Regions from separate parts of the Mus musculus genome. Here region 2 is linked to region 1. The links are chromatin contacts, called in public ChIA-PET maps. All regions are on one chromosome and are shown on one strand. Each heading gives the region's core, a stretch centred on a gene start, on an enhancer-like site or on the middle of the called end of the contact. The rest is flanking DNA. Distances are from core to core; before and after follow the strand shown. Region 1 overlaps Rpf2 (ribosome production factor 2 homolog). Region 2 overlaps Cdk19 (cyclin-dependent kinase 19).

Region 1 (3,352 bases), core at 446-2,945:
CACCTTTACTCCAGCAATCAGGAGGCACAGGCAGATTGATCTCTGAGTTTCAAGGCCAGACTGAGCTACACAGCAAGTTCCAGGCCAGCCAGGGATATAGGAGGCCAGTCTAACAACCAAACTAAAACAGAAGAACGAGCATGGCTCACTAAGAGTTAAGTCCTCTATTGGCAAAAGAGCGCAGGTGTGCTTCCACGAACAAGGCCCTGAGCTCCCAAAGGGAAATAACAGCCTGAGATGGTCTGTGTGTGGCCAGAGTCCCCAGTACAGAGCAAAGGAAAACGCCCAGCACTTCACATGGACTGGATGGGCTCAGACAGGTTTCCTAGAGAAGAACCCGAGAGAGTGCTAGGAATGTGGTAAGGAAGGATGAAGCTAGCTGGGATGGCAGCCTTCCTCTTAGCACGCTGAAGAATATAAGGCCAGTGTGAGCTACAGCAAGAAGCTGCCTAAACCAACCAATAAACACACACAAAGCGTGACTCCAGAAAACGTAAGAGGAACAGTTACAGCTAACTTACTTTCTGTCTTTCCTTCCTTGCCTGCTTGCTTGCTTTTTGTTTTTCAACAGGGTTTCTCTGGGAAGGGTTTGTTGGATGTCCTAGAGCTCACTCTGTAGACCAGACTGGCTTCAAACCCAGAGATCTGCCTGCCTACAGGAATGGTCCACCACTGCCCAGCTGTAACATATTTTCAACAAACCAGTTCTTTAAAGAAGAAATTGGGGGTCTGAAGAAATGGCTCCCATAGTAAGATCATAACTCTACCAGAGGACCTGGGTTTGATTCCCAGCACCTGCATGGCTGCTCCCATCTGTCTGTAATTCCATTCCCAGGGTATCTGATGTTGTACTCTTTGGCCTCCACCAGCATGAGACATGTATATAATGCACAAACATACATGCAGACAAAACACCCACAAATTATATAAAACAATCTTTTAAAAGATACTAAAGAAAACAAGTTACAATAAACTGACTCACTAAGTTATTATAAGCTAACTCACTCCCTACTGTGCTTTGCAGATAACATTTTAAAAGCATGTTATACGGTACTTATATTATGAAGGGCATTATATACAAAACTTTGGGATTTCAGAGTTGGGAATTAATGATATTTTACAATCTTAAGTTTTAACTGACCACAGATTTCTAAATGTAACTCCACAATGCCAGTTATGAGGGCATAGGGCTGCGCTCTACACAAGGCTTTAGAACAAACAGACTTGAGATTCCTATACCACCAAACTCATCACAGCTGTGAGACGGCTCAGCAGGCTACAATGCTTGCCACCAAGCCAACCTGTATTTAATCCCTGTGACCCATATGGTGGAGTACCAACTCAACATGAGCGTGCCCCAGCCCCCACATACAAACAAAAATGTAATTAAAAAAACAAACAAACAAAAAACCAATACCCTACAAAGTCTAGCATCCCATTAACTAGGAAATAACTAAGTACTTTCTGGCTGGGAAAATGACAGATAGGGTTGGGCACAGGTGCAGTCCTGTGATCCCAGGACTCAGAAGGCAGAGATCAGAAACGGAGCTGTGGAAGGAGTGTGGAGAGGCTGGGCCTGCCCAGGTAGAGGAGCCCTAGACACCACACGCAGAGCTTGCCAGGCCACTCTAGAACAAGTTTAGAAGACGACAACGCTGAGAGCTTTCAGCAGGAACACAGATTGTCCACGGTACAGGAAGTGGGCAGGAGGCCGTTAGCATGACAGCTGACAGCCAGGCAGGCTGCTCTGCCCTCAGAACCTGAGTGAGGGGGAGCAATGAAGAACTATCTTGCTTGGTGGAGAGGCTTTAAGACAAGAGAATGAGGTGGAGTGGCATGGCCCCTTAGCCCCGGCATTCAGGAAGAGAGGCAGTTAGTTCCCTGAGTTTGAGGCCAGCCTGGTCTCAACAAACTATAGAGTTCCAGGACAGCCAGGATGCAGAGAAATCCAGTCTTAAAACAAACAAACAAAGCGAGAAACAAAAGCAAAAAATACCACTCATCCAGAGTCCAGGGAGAAGGAGCATAAAGATATGATGAGAGTTTACAGTCTGCTCAGAAAAACAATGTGAACAAGATTAACCACACAGAAAAGGCAGATCTCAAAAACAGCAATTGTTAACAAGGTGAGTTCTACTAGCACTTACCAATAAGAAGATTTTTTAATCTTCTGAAGTCTTCTGTTACATCAAAATCATCACCAGCAAATATCAACATCGGTTTTGTTCCCTCGGGGCACTTACTAGTCTATGAGATTAAAGACAAAACAAACAAGTGTAATTATATAAGTACCAAAATCTAGAGAATCTATGCTATTTTTAAGATAGTCAATATGTATTAAAACAATCTCAAAATTTTTACACATATGCTATCTCATTCTTGTTGCTACATCCACAACTGAGGATCAAGACAGTAACTGATCCGGTAAATCAGTGTCACGTTATGCCTTGAATCCACACGTCCATCCAGTGTGAGACCTTTGAGCTTTGGAAGCAGGAGTTGCTGACCACACAGGGAGTTGGTAAAAGCCTTTTTCCAACCCACAGGAAAAGGACATTTAGTTATACTAGACCTTCAAGGTCTGTCCCCTTTTTAGAGGAGAGCTGAAGAGATGAACAATATGCATATACTATAACACAATATTATAATATATAATATAGTATACTATAATTTAACACATATCACAAGCCTTGAAAATGCACCAGCTCAGCTGGGCACAGTGCATCATGCCTGTCACCCCAGCACTTTTGGGAAGTAGAAGCAGAAAGATCAGAAGTTCAAACTCAGCCCTGGTCACATAGCAAGTCTGAATCCAGCCTGGGTTAATTAAAACCCTTCTTAATGCAGGCAACACACAAAACCCCCACTGAGTTATATAACTTTCCATTACACACACTATTTTTTCTCTCTATGCTCTTAAACCTAATCTTGAGTTTTACCTACCACATGTATGTTACCATATGTTAAACAATGAAACCCCTTTGGGCTTCAATCACCCAATGTAAATGGAAAACTGGGCCTGATGGCGGTCAGATGACGGGCCTTTAATCCCAGCACTTGGATGGCAGAGGTAGGGAGCTCCAGGACAGCCAAAGCTCATAGTGAGCCCTGTCTCAAAAACAGAGACAAACAGAAACCCCACCAGCCAGGGAAACTGCCTTGATCTCACACCTGTAAGGTGACGGCAACGTTTGACAGGACAATCTGAAGTGACACTCTTGCAGCCTTTCTAGGCTGTCTTACCACACCTTGCTACTTCCTACTTCACAATCCTATTCAAACAAGTAGTACACTGTAGGTTCCCAAGGGAGGTTATGCTAGTAATTTGGCAACTAATAACCAAAACAATATA
Region 2 (3,352 bases), core at 328-2,827, 190 kb after region 1:
TCTGTGAATTTTCTGTTTTTTACTTTATATGCATTGCATCTTGCACAAGGCAAAGCTTTTCTCCTTACTCTTTCTTAAGCAGATTTTTAAATAGAAGAGTGTAGAGCCAGTTGAACTATCAAGTTGTGGCTTGAATATTTTAAGATCTGTCAAATTAACAACTTTAACCTAAGAAACTTAGGATTAGTGTGTGCGTGGTATGTGTTTGTGTGATGTACACCTGCTGGTTAGAGCATAGTTCTGTGGGGTCATTTCTCTCCTACCTTAAGGTGGGTTCTGAGTGACCAGCTCAGGTCAGCAGACTTGTGGGGCACAGGGGCTTTATCCACTCACCATCTTGGCCCAGCTTCTTGGGTCTAAGGTGGAGACTCATCCGGTGCTATCTTAGTTGTTTTCTTGTTGAAATAGCACAAATGTTAGAATGTGAAAATTTTATATTAATCTTTCATGAATGAGAGATCACAATGATAGTGTTACCATGTTGCCAGAAGCACATTAAAGTGAAACTTGCTTAGAAGATTGGTTAGAAACCGTGTCCTTTAAGAACTCTTACAAGTACATGAGGTAGGATGATGGTGATGGGTTTGGAGGCAACAAGAATGGCGATGTCAGCAGGTAATGTTTCCCCTGTCTTCCATCCTGAGGGAGGCAGCTCTCAGAATCAGATCCTGTAAGCTGCAGATAGAGGTCAGTAGGCGTCATGGTGGATGGTGGTCCTCAGGAATAGTAGGCAGATGGACAGCCTTTGCCCTCCCCAAGAACATAACAGTGACTGCATGAGCTAGCAGTCTAAACCAGGGGTTCTCAACATGTGAGTCGTAACCCCCTTTCACAGGACTGCCTAACACCATCAGAAAACAGATAGATGTCTTTACATTATGATTCATAACAGTAGCAAAATTATAGTTATTAAATGTGTGTTATTACAGTTATTAAATAGCAACAAAAATAAATGTATGGTTGGGGGGTCACTACAACATGAGAACTGTATTGAAGGGTAACAGCATTAGGAAGGTTGAGAGCCTCTTGTCTAACCCAGCACTGCCTGCAGGGACTCACCGTGGGGAGGGAATATATGATGCTGCGTATGTGAGGCCTTGAGTTTACTTTTAGCCCTCAGTGGAACTAGGAACTAAATAATACCTACAAATCGAAGATAGGGCCTTTTTTTTCTGTATATTTTTATATTAAAGAGTTAGGCAAATGTGCAAATGTATGCATTATAATATGTATGGCATTAAGTGTATATAGTAATTAGAGCAACAGGAATGTGCTATTTAAAACAATCTTTTATGCTCAGACAGTGTAATAGTGGGTAAGTCATTAATACTGTTTATTAAAATGGATGGATATTGATCAGAAGTTTATGTTACGATATGTTATATAAAACAGACTGGTTACAGTTTTGGGAGTGGTGAAAAATGTTTTGTGTCTATTGATAGGTAGGATTTGAAATTGGCATCAGAAGACTTGCTTTAGACTGGGGGGGTGGGGTAAGCTCCTGTAGAGCTGTTGTCTAGCACGTGCAGGGCACCCAGTCCCAGGGTGTGTGGTGAGGGGTGGGGATGGAGAAAAGGAAATGACTTTACCTTTGCTTTGTTGTTAGCTGTGTGACTTCAGATGAGGTACTTCACCTTTTAGCCTTCTCAGGTTTTCTGCTGTAAAAGAGACATTTAAACATAGTGCCGTTGCACCCTGAGGGACAGCATGGGACTTTAACCTCCGACTCCCACATAGAACACCCACCTCTCCTCTAATGCTTCATTTTTGTGGGAACTGCCACGGTTTTGTGTGTTTGTGTCTTTGTGTGTTTTCTGTAATTCACCAAAGTGGTAAAAAAGTGAGCAAGAGGTGAGGAGCCGGCAGTGCTCTTTACTCTCCTAGAAACCACGGAATTGTTGAGAGCTCTAAACACATGACAGACCTGCCTGGTTTTGCCTCTGGAGTGTTGGAACTAAAAGTTTATACCACCACACCTAGAGTTAGAATTACATTTTTTTTTTAATTTTAAACTTTTAATTAAGTCTTCGTGAAGTCCCTTCATATCTGCCCTTTGCCTTTGTAATCTCTCCTCTTCCCCAAAGAAAACAAAACAAAAAATAAAGATTAAAAACAAAACTCTCACTGTGGAAGCTGTGGTGTGTCAGTGTGTCACACAGTATACTCTTTCGTCCAAACAGCTTCACTTGAAAAAATTCATCGCAGAGTCATTGCTTTGGTTCAAGGCCCCTGGCTTCTGCTACACCATCAGTACTGGATCCTCATCCTGTTGTTGCCTGAGCTGTGGAGGTCCTGCAGCTGTGGATCTGCAGGACCAGTTCCTTCACGTGCTCCAGCAGCTCGTAGAGGGGGAGATGTTGGGATGGGCCAACTCAAAGTCCTGGATCTGGGTGGTAATTGAGTTGGTCAACCTGCCAGCTCTCCCATGCCCATGTCATCAGGGCCAGCTCCTGCCTGCTGCCCAGGCAAGGGGTGGGGCCAACTCACCATAGTGCCACAGCTGACAAGCAGGCAGGCCTGCTCAGCTCAGCCCTTGGGTATCACTGTGACCCAGGGTGGCAGCCCAGACCTCAGACACCTGCATGGCTTTTGTTAGTAAAGCCTGGCTGCAGGCAGACCTCTTAGAATTCTTAATCATAGTTACATAAGAAAGACATCTTGCATGCTTTATGCAAGGGCAGAGTACTTAGAGTTACTTGGAATGCCCTTTTTTTTTTTATTGTTGGGATTGTTGGGACAATTACATACAGCTTAGGCCATTCTCCAAACTTGTGTGCAGCTGAGGTTGGTTTGAACTTTTAATATTCTGCTCAGTAGCAGTCTTGTCTTATAGTTGCTTATTTCTGTGCTTTAAATTCAGTAGTTCTAGTAGTTATCTGAATTAATGTACTGGAAAAGCCGTTAAGGTTTAAAGCAGGGGCACAGTGAAACCACTGAACGGGACCATCCTGTTGGTAAGAAGATGGTTTCTTTGGGGTATCTGACTGGTGGGGAAAGCCTTGTCAGTGTTATGGCACAGGAGGGCTGTGTATGTGTGGTATCCGCCTAGAGTTAGCATGGGCTGTTGGAGTTCACTAGATGCCCTTTGTCTAGGATAGTTGACCATTATGGGTGGATAATGGAAGTAATGGCTTTTCCTGACAGAGACCACTTGATGAGATTTCTGAAGAGTGTTGAGTTCAGGAGTTTGTTTACCAGACAGTAATCGCTAAGTTCGCCCAGCAGAACTGCCACTTTTAGGGCCCACTTTGGACCAACAGAAGCCTCCGTTGAGGGTGGCTTGGGTTATTTCTAACATTTGGCAGTGGTCTTTTGCATTTCACTTTGTTTGCTTTTGGTTTTAGACTCTAGA

The links. ChIA-PET counts read pairs in DNA pulled down with a chosen protein or histone mark.
Region 2: an RNA polymerase II ChIA-PET map of memory CD8 T cells shows a contact between it and region 1, with 40 read pairs. The contact joins two enhancer-like sites. A contact is called at or near these places in 2 of 39 promoter capture datasets (liver and pre-B cells), 1 of 484 Hi-C or Micro-C datasets (CD4 T cells), 2 of 115 datasets of contacts at active chromatin or transcription factors (fetal liver and memory CD8 T cells) and 1 of 9 other capture datasets (adipose tissue).

What each region holds. Positions count from the first base shown.
Region 1 is chr10:40,230,961-40,234,312 of GRCm38.p6, forward strand. Rpf2 (ribosome production factor 2 homolog) reads right to left here. Exons shown (of 10, transcript NM_023323.3): 7 at 2,148-2,247. Among named protein-coding and RNA genes, the nearest start is that of Rpf2, 14 kb to the right of the region's middle. Within about 2 kb of position 1,696, at least 58 of the 459 cell types and tissues checked have an H3K27ac peak or open chromatin away from gene starts, as enhancers often do. A contact at or near this core is called in memory CD8 T cells, where this site is marked.
Region 2 is chr10:40,418,439-40,421,790 of GRCm38.p6, forward strand. All of the region lies in intron 2 of Cdk19 (cyclin-dependent kinase 19), which reads left to right. Among named protein-coding and RNA genes, the nearest start is that of Gm32234, 34 kb to the right of the region's middle. Within about 2 kb of position 1,578, at least 48 of the 459 cell types and tissues checked have an H3K27ac peak or open chromatin away from gene starts, as enhancers often do. A contact at or near this core is called in memory CD8 T cells, where this site is marked.